Regions from separate parts of the Oryctolagus cuniculus genome. Here region 1 is linked to region 2. The links are chromatin contacts, called in public Micro-C maps. All regions are on one chromosome and are shown on one strand. The core of a region is the stretch at or near the end of the contact, and the rest is flanking DNA. Distances in the headings are between cores, read along the strand shown.

Region 1 (6,997 bases), core at 2,708-5,207, 130 kb after region 2:
CCCCCACCCCCTCGCCCTTCAAATAAATAAATCTTAAAAAAAGAAAATGGTGATAATAATTATACCTGCTCTCTATAATTGTGTGAAGATTAAGAAGAACAGTGTTTGGGCTTGTGCCACGGCTCACTGGGCTAATCCTCTGCCTGCGTTGCTGACACCCCGGGTTCTGGTCCCGGTTGGGGGGCTGGATTCTGTCCCGGTTGCTCCTCTTCCAGTCCAGCTCTCTGCTGTGGCCCAGGAGTGCAGTGGAGATGGTCCAGGTCCTTGGGCCCTGCACCCACATGGAAGACCAGGAGGAAGCACCTGGCTCCTTGCACAGCGTGCCAGCTGTAGCGGCCATTTGGTGGGTGAACCAATGGAAAGAAGACCTCTCTGTCTCTCTCACTTCTCACTGTCTCTCTCTCACTGTCTAACTCTGCCTGAGAAGAAGAAGAAGGAGAAGGAGGAGAAGGAGGAGAAGGAGGAGAAGGAGGAGAAGGAGGAGAAGGAGGAGAAGGAGGAGAAGGAGGAGGAGGAGGAGGAGGAGGAGGAGGAGGAGGAGAAGGAGAAGAAGAAGAAGAAGAAGAAGAAGAAGAAGAAGAAGAAGAAGAAGAAGAAGAAGAGTGTTTACCATATGCCAAGCATTCCATAAATATTATCACTGTATATAGATTATGGTCATATCAAATACCAAAACAAAAATCCTAAGTAAAAGAGTTGCTGGAAAAGTGTCAAATTGATTTTGTGAGGCATTTTGTATCTTTTTTTTTCTTAAAGATTTATTTATTTGAAAGTCGTCAGAGTTACACAGAGAGAGGAGAGGCAGAGAGAGAGAGAGGTCTTCCATCTGCTGGTTCACTCCCCAATTGGCTGCAATGGCCATAGCTGTGCTGATCCAAAGCCAGGAGCCAGGAGCTTCTTCCGGGTCTCCCACATGCATGCAGGGGCCCAAGGATTGGGCCATCTTCTACTGCGTTCCCAGGCCATAGCAGAGAGCTAGATTGGAAGAGGAGCAGCCGGGACCAGAACCGGCGCCCATATGGGAGGCCAGCACTTCAGGCCAGGGCATTAGCCTGCTACGCCACAGCGCTGGCCCTGGCATTTTATAAATTATAATTGATGTTATCTGAGGGTTTTCCTAAAAGTTTGTGGGGAATGAAATTTAACTTTTTTTAGGTTCAGGGCCAGCGCAATGGTGTGGAGGGTAAAGCCACCTCCTGCAGTACTAGCATCCCATATGGCCACCAGTTCAAGACCTGGCTGCTCCACCTCCGATCCAGACTCTGCTATGGTCTAGGAAAGCAGTAGAAGATGCCTCAAGGCCAGCACCACGGCTCAATAGGCTAATCCTCTGCCTGTGGCACTGGCACACTGGGTTCTAGTCCCGGTCGGGGCGCCATATTCTGTCCCAGTTGCTCCTCTTCCAGTCCAGCTCTCTGCTGTGGCCTGGGAGTGCAGTGGAGGATGGCCCAAGTGTTGGGGCCCTGCACCCCATGGGAGACCAGGAGAAGCACCTGGCTCCTGGCTTCAGATCAGTGCAATGCGCCGGCCGCAGCGGCCATTAGAGGGTGAACCAACAGAAAAGGAAGACCTTTCTCTCTGGCTCTCTCGCTCATTGTCCACTCTGCCTGTTTAAAAAAAAAAAAAAAATGCCTCAAGTGCTTTGGGCCCCTGCACCTACCTAAGAGACCTGGGAGAAGCTCCTGACTCCTGGCTTCAGATCAGCCCTGCTCCAGCCATGCAGTCATTTGGGGAGTGAACCACCAGAAGGAAGCTCTCTCTCCGCCTCTGCCTATGCCTCTCTGTAACTCCGCCTTTCAAATAAATAAATCAATCTTTAAAAAATATTTTAGGTTCAAAAGAATTTTGAAATCCACACATAATTTTTTATAATATGTATGCCCAATGTACTATTCGAAGACTTACCTGCTGTGTCTATTAAAAACAATTTTTACTCAGCTTAATCTCTAAATGTAATGATGCATTCAATAACAAATGTTTACTCATAATAATAAATGCTAGAAGTGTAAATAAAAACAAATTTGTTACCCTCACACAGCTGCTTATTTCTGACTTCAAGGGAATGCTAGAATCATTATGATGATTATTTCTGCTTTTTTGAAAATTCCTGTATGATAACTAGTGAGGGTGGAGTTCAGAAGTGGCATTTGAGGGAGCTGCAACAATGTTTTAGATTTTCCTTGCAGCTCTTCTGTTTTCTACACTTAAGGGAAAAAAAGACATATCACATTAGTATAAATTTTAAGGACAGTCTGTAAATTTATTTAACACCAAATCTGATTTAGTGGAAATCCCTCTAGTAAGAAATGAGGTCATGTGTCTTGCAATGAATCATGTCATTAAATTTATCTCTTTCTGGAAGCGTTCCTTCCTTCATTTGTTTGTCATTTCCAAGTCTTTAATTCTTGATTACTCAATTTAATTTTTGAAGAAGGCACAGAAGTGAAGCTAAAAACATCTCTATCAGCATATGTCTTAACAATAATTTTTTCCTATCCAGCTTTTTGAAAAAACAAATAGCAAGTTTCTTTTCTTTAGAATTCTGTGAACATTTTCCATTTCTGCTGCTGTTACCTAAAGTCTCCTATACCTCGCCATCTTTCTACCCCTTTGATAATGGGAACCAAATAGGACGATGGCTCTTCTTTATTATCATGTTCCATTACCTAGAAAACTTCCATAGGATGAACCATAAGCCTCCTCTTCACACAAACAACTGATGGATCTCCACACATTTCTCCACTAATTTTCCTTCGATCACACTCTGGAAGACTGAAGCCCCACGTAAGTAACTGTCCCACATGAGGAAACCTATGATATCAAGCTCTCATGGGTTCCAAAGCCTGGAGATGTAATCCAATACACAGGCTTTATCAAGATAGCCTAGAGTCAATTATTTTAAAAACGGGCGCAAACTTTGAAAGCTATGCAGAGTAGCGCCCTCCCTTCATATATATGGAAACTAACATCTGGAAAGGCTGTACTGTCTAGGACAAGGAAATACGTAATTTTGCTTAAATTTACACAAGGGTCACGATTAAAGGAAGCCTGAAGACCGAGGCAAGCTGTTTGTGACAGTTGCCCCTTTTCACTTATTTGAGCAACGAACCCTTCATGTCAAACAATGGTTTTATTTCCTTGCAGAGGACGATTTTGCATTTTGAAACATCACCTTCAACGCCACACTCGGAACCGGTGGTATCAGAAAAGTTAGCATTTTCCCACCGCGGCGTTCCCAACACCGCAAGGAGCCCTGGGTCGGTGGGCTCGGCGCCGTGAGGGACCCTCGCTCCGCACCCATTTTGATCGGAGGAGGGCGGCGGGGGAAGGACAGAGACGGCCGCCACCAGACAATGTCCTGCATTCACGGCGGCCTCGGCCAATCACAGGCCGGCGCCTTCCGGCCCCGCCGGCGCCACCGGCTAGGGCTCCGGCCGGAGACGAGCTTGCTCTCGGCGAGGCCGTCCGCAGCCATTCCGGGGCAGGGCGCGCCGTCCTCCAACTGCGCGGGGCCCGGAGGAAGGGCTAGGGGCGACGGGCGTTGCGGCGTCCCCTAGGGGTAGGGGTCGTGCACAGAGGGCAGGACGCGTAGCCCTCTCCGCTTCGAACACGGCGCTGTCCCTTTAAGACGATCCTCCTCCCGGGGCCCAGACGCGCGTCGGCGGCCCCGCCGCGGGGGGCAGCGACATCCGGGCTACCGAGTTGGCAACAGCGACGGCCCCTCGGGCAGTTCCCAGTCCCGCCGGGGGACGCCCGCCTCGCTGCGGCTGAGGAACGCCGCCGGGCAAGACGGGGGTACCTTCGGGGAACACAACCGCCTAGCCTGGGGCTTCCCCGCCGCCGCCACAGCCTCAGAGAGTCCCGGGCAGGGCCCCCGGGGCCGGCACGCGGGTCACGGACGCTCCGCCCGCGGGGCCGCGCAGCGCGCGCCCGCCTGGGCCCCGCCCCACCTCCTGCGCGTGCTCGGGGGGCGGGGCGACGCAGAGGCAGCCAATCAGAGTTCGGAGGCCAGGCCCGCCCTCGAAGTCCGAGCTGCCGGGAGAACTTCGTGGGGGGCGCAGCGGCCGGAGGCGGGTGGGGAAGCGCCGCCGGGCCGGCGGAGCTGGGGAGCCGGGCGCGGAGCCGGGGGGCGCTGACTCGGAGGACCTGCGGAAGTGCAAGGGGCGGGAGCGGCGGGGAGGGGTGTGGGCCGCGCGTGAGAACCGGCGCGGGCGGGCGGGCGAAGGGGGAGGTGCCCGGAGCAGGTGGTGCGGCCGGAGGAGGGCAGGGAGCGGGCCGAGGGAGGGCCCAGGGGGAGCGGGCACGTCCCGGGGATAGGAACACCGGCGTGGATGTGCTGAGTTAATACCCGTGCAGCCAGGAGCTGTCAGCGTTTATTTATGCAGGACAGAGAACTTCAGAGACGTGGTGCGCTCACTGGGGAGAGAGACGTTCCAAGACGTTTTCCTCTGCTCTATTTTTTTAAATAATATATTTAATGGCTGATGCTGGTTATTAAAAATTAAACGTTGTTCACATTTTATCAGGAGGGGTTGGGAGAAGGAAGAACAAAAAGCATTTGAAAAGTACGATCCGTCCGTGTGAGCCAAAGTTTTGGGAACGCATCTGAGTTTGAACAGTCGGGTGCATGGAGTTAATAGGGGAGCGCTGCGGGTGTTCTGACTGGGGCGTTACTCTGCACGCTCTGCTGCCTGACGACCACGAACGAGCCCCTAGCCCAAATTCTCCTTTTCCCTGTCTCAGAGCTCCGCGCGTGTGTGCAGCGCCGAGGAGCAGAGCACCCCCCCACCCCAGGCCGGGCCGCGGGCGGGCTTCCCCGCCAGCTGTCTGCACCGTGTGCGCGCCCCGCGGGCTCCTCCACCCCCGGGGCGTCCTCCCGCCCCCACACCACCGCTGTCCAGAAGCCCAGGCACGTCTAACTCGGGTGCCCCAGAAGTCTCCGAATTCTACGCGTTCTATACGCCACGGCTGCTCACCTTCCCGCCGACCCTGCGGCGTTGCCCGTCTCGGCGACAGCGGCCCCACGGCCTGGTCTTCAGCACCCGCCGACCCTCACCCCGGTCCCGGCCGCTCTGGGAACCGTCTTACACCCAGACCTCTAGGCGTCTGGTTGCCGCCCCCACCACGCTGCGGCTGACCCCGTGCGCCACCAGCGTGTCCCACCTGGACGACCGCGCTTAGCCGGTCACGCACCGTCGGCTCTGCCCTCCCCCTCCTCGACAGTGCAGCCTGCAGGTGCTTTGTGTACGTGCGATCGTGTTGCTGTCTTTTCAGATCTTTGAAGGGCTCCCTGTGGCCCTCAGCCCTGTCTCCTTACCTTCGCTCTCTAAGGCCCTGCGTATCCTGTTTCCGCTTTCGTCCGGGGCTGGACCGTTCACCTCGGGCCACTCCTCCCGATTCCAGGCCTCGATTCCAGGCCACCTGAGTTGCTTTCGGTTCTCCCGACGTGCCAAGTCCCTTGCAGCCGCCGCAGCCCTTGCCTGTCTGCTCCGTGCCTTGGGAAGCGGCTTCCTCCCCTCCCCCAGAGCAAGGGTGAGGGGCGCCCACCACACGCCTGCCTCTCCCGTGCACCCCCAGCCCCGCGACCCCTGCCATCCTGCCTGGCGGTGGCAGCGGCTGCATCGTACTCTGGTTGTCCCAGTGCCTACGATGGCCCTGACAGGAGCTGGTCGGAGCCCAGGAACCCTTTTAGAATACACAGTGATAAGCGCCAAGAACTGAAAATAAGCAGTGCTTTAGGCATCAGGTGGTATATTCGTTTTATGTTGCTGATGTTCTCAGCTTTCGTAGTTTCAAGTTTCTCTGTAAGAATAACTTTTTTGAAAGATGACACAGTTTTTGTCACAATCCGCTACAAACCTCTTTTTAAATAAATAGCATACGTGGGTTGTGAAATGAAATTCTAGAACAGTGATTCGCTGTGTAGTGCAAATGGGCAGAAGTGTTCAAGATCAGACACCGAAACTTTAAAACTGAGCTGAAGTTAATGCCCCAATAATGATTGAGGAAAGGAGTGGAAAGAAAGGGTATAAAGATATGAATTCTAGTTCTTTGTGATTATTAATTTTAAGGACAGCAATTATCAATAGATTAAGAAATTACTCTGATTCTAGCTTTTTTTAGGAAAAAATTCCAGTATTTTTAACATTTTTTCATTTGTTTGTATGAGATGTCATTGTAACAAATTTAAATTCTCGTTTTTCTGTGCTCACTCCCAGCCAGCAGTGCTAACATATGTACCTTTAGATCTGTAGTATTTCTAAACAGCTCTGCTACACACTTTCCAATAAAGTTAAACAAGAATTCTTTGTTGAGCGATGTAATATTTAGAGGGGAGGATAGGGGAATAAATCTTAACTACTGCAAATTGTTTCCCTGCAGCCTTGCTCTGAAGGAGATCCTTGTTGGTTTTCTCATTACTGTACAACCAGCCTCTGCTGGCTTGGTTACACTTTGCTGGGAGGGAGTAGGATTTAGTGGGGGGGAAAATAGAAGAAGAAGGGGTGAGAGTTTCTTTAATAAAATAAGCAAAAAATAAATAAGCTATGAAAGTAAAGTAATAATGTACTGATAGAAAAAGATAAAAAGAAATTGTTCATATGCTTTTTGCTATAATTAATATGAGTTAATAGTATCCCATTTATTTAATGAAAACAATACTTAAAGCAGAGGAAATATGCATTATAATTATTCCTGTTTCTACAGAAAAATATTCTCCAAATATGTATCTAATCTGTTTACAGCACATGCCAAATGACTGTTATAAACAAATGATAGAAAAATAAGTGCACAGAAGTGATTTCTCTTTTGTATGTAGACTTGAATGGTTTTAAGTTTAGAAAACATTTTAGAGACTCTGATTTAATAACCATGCTACAAATATACTTGCTTACTTGGAAAATATTTTTTAAATTGTTAGTTCCAAATTAACAGTGGCAAAAAGACTTATTTAAAATGTTTAAGATCAAACTTTTTTTAATAGCTAATTCTAAGATTA
Region 2 (7,385 bases), core at 3,493-5,992:
AGGCCATCTTATACTGCTTTCTCAGGCCATAGCAGAGAGCTGGATTGGAAGAGGAACAGCTGGAACTAGAACCGGCTCCCATATGGGATGCCAGCACTTCAGGCCAGGACTTTAACCCGCTGCGCCACAGCGCTGGCCCCTAACCCGCAGATTTTTAAAGGTGAGCCTTGGGGCAGGTGTTTGGCATAGCAGTGAAGACATTGCGTGGGACACTTGTACCCCGTATTAGTTCAAGTCCCAGCTCCATTTCCAATTCCAGTTTCCTGCTAATGTGCACCTGTAAGGCAGAGGAGATGGCTTAAGCACTTGCATCCATGTCACCTAGATGTGAGACCCAAACTGAATTCCCATATCCTAGCTTCAGCATGACCCTGGATGTTGTGAGAATTTTTGGAGAGACTTAGTAACTGGGAAATCTGTTTCTCTGTCTTTCAAAAAAAATGTAATGTGAGTCATTAGGTATAATTTCACTTTTTAAAGAAGTTTTATTCTTTTAATAACTTTTATTTTTAGAAATAAGAAATTCGGGAGAGAATCTTCTCCTCTAGATTAGAAGTGAAATTAATCCTCTCTCTCATTTCATATGTTGAACATTCTGATAATGAAATTGCTAGAAGTAGAGATAAAGACCCCATTCATACAGAAGAGAGGAGACAGAGAAGGGCTGAAATGTGATCTCACCATTCCCTGAACCACTTATTTCCAAAGATCTCATCTCACACAAAAGACAGAAGGTTTGCTCTGTCTATGCCTCCCACTGGGAAACAATAAGCTTATCATTTCCTGGAAAATGACATGAAAACAGATATCACTTTATCAAAATTCAAGCACCTTTAGGGATAGAGAGTAACATCAGTTGAGTACACCTATGAGAGTAGTAACTGATTCTTCAACCCGATGGGAGATGTCTTCCTCATGCTTACCCACTCTCATTCCAGTCTCAAAATTTCCAAAGCCAGGAATACCTATCAATAAACACAAGACAAAACACCTTAAACATAAATGGACAATAGAGTTTGAGCCAACTGCAAGGTCTAGTCTGCCTGACCAAAAAAAAAAAAAAAAAATCAATGCAGATAATAAATTTTTTTTTGACAGACAGAGTTAGACAGTGAGAGAGAGAGATAGAGAGAAAGGTCTTCCTTCTGTTGGCTCACCCCCCAAATGGCCACTACGGCTGGCGCGCTGCGCCGATCTGAAGCCAGAAAAGCCAGGTGCTTCCTCCTGGTCTCCCATGTGGGTGCAGGGCCCAAGGACCTGGGCCATCCTCCACTGCACTCCCGGGCCACAGCAGAGAGCTGGACTGGAAGAGGAGCAACTGGGACAGAATCCGGTGCCTGGACCGAGACTAGAACCCGGGGTGCCGTTGCTGCAGGTGGAGGATTAGCCTAGTGAGCCGCAGCGCCGGCCATCAGATAATAAAATATTACTGATGTCATATGGTGCTGGAGGAGTTGGTCTTTTAATATCCTTGGATACAATAGAAATCATCCACTTGCAATTTTGTGTATAAATTCTTTCTCAGTCATACTGGACTTTTCAGAGTCCTCACATCTAGCTACAGCAATTATGTAAGCAGCCAGATTTTTTTTTTTTTTTTTTTTTTGACAGAGTGGACAGTGAGAGAGAGACAGAGAGAAAGGTCTTCCTTTGCCATTGGTTCACCCTCCAATGGCTGCCACGGCCAGCGCGCTGCGGCCGGCACACCGCACTGATCCAATGGCAGGAGCCAGGTACTTATCCTGGTCTCCCATGGGGTGCAGGGCCCAAGTACTTGGGCCATCCTCCACTGCACTCCCTGGCCACAGCAGAGAGCTGGCCTGGAAGAGGGGCAACCAGGACAGAATCCGGCGCCCCGACCGGGACTAGAACTTGGTGTGCCGGCGCCGCTAGGCAGAGGATTAGCCTAGTGAGCCGCGGCACCAGCCAAGCCAGAATTATTATCTCTATTGAACAGATGATGAAAAGTTTGGAGAGGATTTTCTCAAGGTCAGCTACTTAGTAGCAACAAGAGACCATAATTCAGACCTCCTGGATTCTCATATTAGGCCTTTCTCCAAACCACTTTATCTGCTGAAAGCACTAGGTAAAATCTGAAGGACATAGAAAAAAATTTTAATTTAAGAAAATTTCGCTGATTTAATTCACTTTTTAATTAATTATTAGTTCAAAATATTTTATATAGCTTCATTTTTAACATACTTTTATGAAATGAATTTATCATCATTCCAATATCCAGTATTTCAGTCTTTTCTATTACTAATAATCAATCCATTGGTAGAAAGAATAGCCTATACATAAGCTAAAGTTTCTTCTCCCAAAAAAAAATGCACAGTGGCTGAGGATGTGAACTTGCTATCATTAACTTTTGACTCTTCAAGTAATGTGAATGCCAGGGCAGTCCTCCTGTATTCTTCATCAGGTCAAAGCACACGGAGACTCTAACCTCCATCAAGGCAGGGTCCTCATTGGACTCATTGAACTCCATAGCTCTAATTGACAGGCTGGAGGTGGAGATTCAGAGAGGGAATGAAGGAGAGGGGAAATAACTTCAGTGTGTATTTAACCTCTCCTGTGTGTTTGACATTGTGCTGGACACTTTTCACACCTTATCTCATGGGGAAGCAAAGGCTGAGGTAGTTCAGCAATTTTAATTTAAATTTTTCTGTCTCTCTGCCTAATTTAAAAAAAACAAATAAAAGACTTCTGACTTGGACAAGCCTATTTAAGTAACATTTTACTGCCTCACTTTATAGATGCATATGCTGGAGCTCCAAGAAGTCATCTGATTTGTCACAATTAGTCAATCATTAGTGGTAGGGCCAAGACCAAAAATCAGTATGGGAATGCTCCTGACTCCTAAGGGTCTAGATGTTTCCGTAACAAGCATCCTGACAGAGTTGTCCTGTTGAGGCTGTGTTAGTAAAGGTCTTATCCCTGAAGGTGAACACTTGAGCTTCTCTCCTATCACTCAGGAGAGACTGCGTGAAGGCACTCCAATGAGAGGAACAAATGGGTACTGGAATCCGGAGGTCTTGGCCAAAGACCTCCCCTTCTCCAAGCAAAAGATAAGTGAAGTAGATTATGTAATTCCAAGTGAATTTTCATGTCAAATTTTTGCGTGCTATTCCCTGAAGCTTGAGTAAAATCTCCTTTAAGTATTCCAGAAAAACTCGTGAGTTCATACTGGGCAAAGCCATCCAAAACATGTTGCAACCAACCCCAGCCAGTCCGGCATGCTAGTGTCAAGAGTAATTACACAATCAGGAATCCCACAAGGGAGAGAACATTAGGCAACAAGAACCAGGGCCACTGAATCCCTGTCACTTCTTCCCAGCAATAATTCTTCCACTGCCAACATTAGAGGGTACCAGTTAGTCAATTAGCTTCCTTATGCAACTTTAAATTCTCCAAACAGAGCCATCAACTTCGCACATTCTGTTCCTTGCGCATAAACTTTGACTCCTTCTCCTGTATGTTTGTCCTTTTGACAACCCCTTGCATGCTCAGATTTCTGGTTCAGGCATCGTCTTCCCCACATCTTTCCTAAAATTAAATTAGCTGTTCCTCTTCCAAAACCTGTGCTCCTTTCAAATGGCCTACTCCAGCTGCTTTGCCTAGTGTTGTGGAAAACATTAGCATGTAGTTGTATTCAGTATTTGTTGAATGAATATAAAATCCACCTTTTTTTTTCCCTTTAACAGTCTTTTTAATAGGTAATTCACAAACACTGCAAACATTTTTGAACCACACAAAAAAATTCAGTGAAAAGTAGATCCCTGCCCAATTCCATCCCTTCAATATCCATTGTTTCCTCTCAGATTGATTATGCACATGCATATTTAAGAATATTCTGTGATTTTTTACACATAGCAAACATTTACAATATGAAATAATTACTATATAAACATATATACATACAAGTATATGACATATAACCATATATAATATATAACTTAAATATCTCTTTAGACACATAAGCTGTTTTGTTTCTCCCTAACGCAAGTCAGGCTTCTTTCTTCAATCACGAGTAGTGTAGTATTCCACCGTAGAGAACACCATCATTTACTTCCCAATCCCTGACACTTCCATTAAGACCCCGTCCCAAACAAAAAACGCCATCGCCCCACCCCAGGCCCGAGCAGCTCCCACATCTTCAAACGCCCCCTCAAAACCCAGAGGGGCTCCCTGCACCGAACGCCACCTGCGCCTTCCCGCCACGAACGCGGCGCGTGAGGCGGCGACGGAACCGAACGCTCCCGCCCCTCCCCCCGCGTCTCAAGGCCGCCGGGGTCGCCAGCTCAAACGAGCCGGAACAATCGGCGTCCGGCCTTGCAGGCGCGGGGCGGAGGGGGAAGCCAGGCCGCGGCCGGCTCGGCGTGGGGCGGGGCTCTGGCGGGACTGGGCGGGGCTCCGGCCGGCGGGGCGCGGCCGAGGTGCGGGGCTCCTCCCCTTTCCTCCCGCGGCGCCGGCGGCCGCAGCACTTCCGGGTCGGCGCGGAGGCGGGGCGGAGGCGCCGCGGCGGCTGTTATTGTTCGGCTGGGCTCGGCCGGGCGCTGTCTCCTTCGGCTCGGTGGTGTCAGTTTGTCCGGCTTCCTCTCGGCCCTTCATTCCCGGCGGCTGACGGCGGCAGCGGGCGGAGCCTGGCGTTTCGGGGCTGAGCGGCGCCGGGGTGAGGGGCGCGGAGGAGGAGCAGTAGCAGGAGGAGGAGCCGTGTGCCCTGGCACCGAGCGGCCGCGGCCATGGCGTACGCCTATCTCTTCAAGTACATCATCATCGGCGACACAGGTGAGGCCCTGCGCGCGGTCGGGCAGTGTCGGCAGCCTGTGTGCCCGGGCTGAGGGGGCAAAAACGGCGTCTGGCGGCGGTGCGGGCGCCGACTCCACCCGGCGCCTCCCTCCCGGCCGCGCAGCTCCATTTCCGCAGTGCTGGAGCTGGTGACGTGGGCACTGCGAGCGGCCGCGGCCTGGCCAGGCCCGGCCCGGTCCGCGGCCCCCGCCCTGGCCAGCCCTGCAGCCGAGGGCCGCGGCAGCCGTTTGCTGCCTAGTCTGGAAAAGTGTGTGACAGCAGGGGCGAGCCAGCCCAGCGCCGTCAGGGCCCGACGCAGACGATTGCGCCCCGGCCCCAGGCCCGTTCGTTCTTGCGTCCCTTCGTGGTCTCCCCGGGAAAAGGGAGGGGGGAGAGCCGAAGGGGAAGGGACCGGGGTCTTGGTTTTCCTTACCAGCCCCACCTCCTCCAGCCAGCACGCCTAGGCCTGTGCTAGGCGCTCCCTGATGTGGGACAGACAACTGAGAAGGAGAGAAGAAAGCCTTTAAAAAAAATTGTTACTTAACACTTTCAAGTCCCGAGTCAGCATAAATCCCATCTCGTTATTTGACAGCTAGGGAATCCCTTTCAGGGTCATTAAAGTTCTGTCGACTTCTACCACGTGTGAACGGCTTGATTGCAGTGTTGCAGGGCTGGGGTGTGTGCAAATGTGTGTCTACGGGGGGAGGGGGACGCTGAGGTTTTAGATGGGCCTGGGGGTCCCAGCTGCTAGTTTTCAGGTGACCTCATGTCCATGTGAAATGCAAGGAAATTCGATTATTCTTACTCTAAATAACATCCTGGCGTGTTTCACAGTTAAGCAAACTCATCATAACATAGTGTTTAATACCTGTGATTTTGGCGTTACTTGGAACCTAAGAATAAACCCAAAGCTTGTTCAGGTGTTACAACTATTAATATACGCGGGTCTGATTTCAGTGGGGACTCTTGCACAACTTTGGACCCTTTGCACAATTTTGGAAATGTGAGCAACAGCAGCTTGTGGTTGCACTAATGATGTAGCATATTCTGTAAGTAACCAGGGAAGCCCGTTGATTGCTGCCTTGAAGTAAAACTTTGTGTTATAAATATGGATTTTTGGCAAGGATTTTTGGTGTGTGTATTTATGGAAACTGAATGGTTTTCTATGTAAGAAAGATCCCACGTATAGCAATGTTTTGCAAATAGTTAATTGTACATTTATAAACCTTTAATGAATGTCATGTATTTTTAAGGAGAAAGGGAAAGTCTAAAGCCTTCTGGCAAAATTTGATTTAGGCTGTCAAAACAAGATTCAGGCTGAGAAAGATGTCACATTAACTATTTTTTGTAAAGATTTATTTATTTTATTATTTGAAAGGCAGAGTCAGAGAGAGGCAGAGTCAGAGAGAGAGAGACACCAGATTTGAGAATTAGAGAGGCATGACTGTGGCCATTGGCTATCTCAGCAGTAGTGAAGATTCAAAATTAGACTTTGCAGGTTGCCTTTTTAAACCTTTTTTTTTTTTTTTTAGCTTTTTAATTGAGGAAATAAAGTATTGTGCAGGGAGGAGTGGGGTTACAGATATTAACAAGTTGGGTGCTCTCTGCTCTTAGAATTTGCTCTCATCCAAAAACAGTCCCTAGGCAGTTGAAAGGGAAGACACTCTTTTCTGGCAATTATTACTGTTCCAATCTAGTTCAAGCACTGAATACTTGACATTAGACTGTATAAAGCACCATTTTCTCCCCACTCCAGTTCAGCCAGTATAGTTTGCTGTCAGCTTAATCTTCCTGAAATGTGGTGTCCGGAGGCTATTCCGCTACTCGCTCACATTTTTTAGTTTGACCCTCAATGAACTGCACATTTTAGCTTTTATCTGTTTTTCCTGGCATCTCTCTTGCTATTTCCCCACGTTGCTTCTGCCAGTGAGATCCAGTGGCTGATTTCTGTGGCTTTAGCTGGCACCTGCTTCTCTCTGTGTGGAGTGTCTTTTGCTACAATCTCTCCCTCTGGGAATTCTTTCTGTCTTTTGAAGGCTAACGGGGTCTTCCATAATGCCTGAAGAGTAAATATATAAAGATTTTATTATGTGCCAAGATTGTCCGTACATCCTGACTGGAAGGCACTATTCCCTTTCTGAATTTGTGCTTCTCACTTTGCCCCGAATGAGTTGTTTTATAGGTACTTGATGTGGGCATCTAAATTTGATTATGTGCTGCTTGAGAAAAGATGCTTTGTATGACTGTTTCAGGAATTGCCTACTAAAGAGAAGGCGGCCCTATGAAATTAATGAATGAGGACCCAAACCAGTATATTCCTTATTATATATTAGTAACTTGATAGAAACTTTTTAGCCCAATTCTGTCACTTTTTATTGACTATAGCCAAAATCCATTATCATATTTCTTCAATTCAGACTATATCCATAGTTGTAAGATACACTCTATGTGACCCTCCACCTAAAAAAATATATTGAATCTGTTCTGTGAGATCCTTGAGTTTTTTAAAAAGTAGTGTGAGAAACATACATGTTAGAATGAAGGGACTCATCTACATTCCTGTTTCTTTCTGTAGCCTGTAAAATAGTCATTCTTAG

The links. Hi-C and Micro-C count contacts between places; a contact is called where the count stands out from the background.
Region 1: a Micro-C map of ear pinna shows a contact between it and region 2, with 4 times the contacts expected there. The contact joins the enhancer-like site here to the promoter of RAB2A in region 2. A contact is called at or near these places in 2 of 6 Hi-C or Micro-C datasets (ear pinna and an unstated tissue).

Annotation. Positions count from the first base shown.
Region 1 is chr6:86,016,329-86,023,325 of mOryCun1.1, forward strand. No RefSeq gene overlaps it. Among named protein-coding and RNA genes, the nearest start is that of CHD7, 100 kb to the right of the region's middle. Within about 2 kb of position 3,958, at least 8 of the 8 cell types and tissues checked have an H3K27ac peak or open chromatin away from gene starts, as enhancers often do. A contact at or near this core is called in ear pinna, where this site is marked.
Region 2 is chr6:85,883,952-85,891,336 of mOryCun1.1, forward strand. It overlaps RAB2A (RAB2A, member RAS oncogene family), which reads left to right and starts at 4,743. Exons shown (of 8, transcript NM_001101702.1): 1 at 4,743-4,788. The coding sequence starts at 4,743.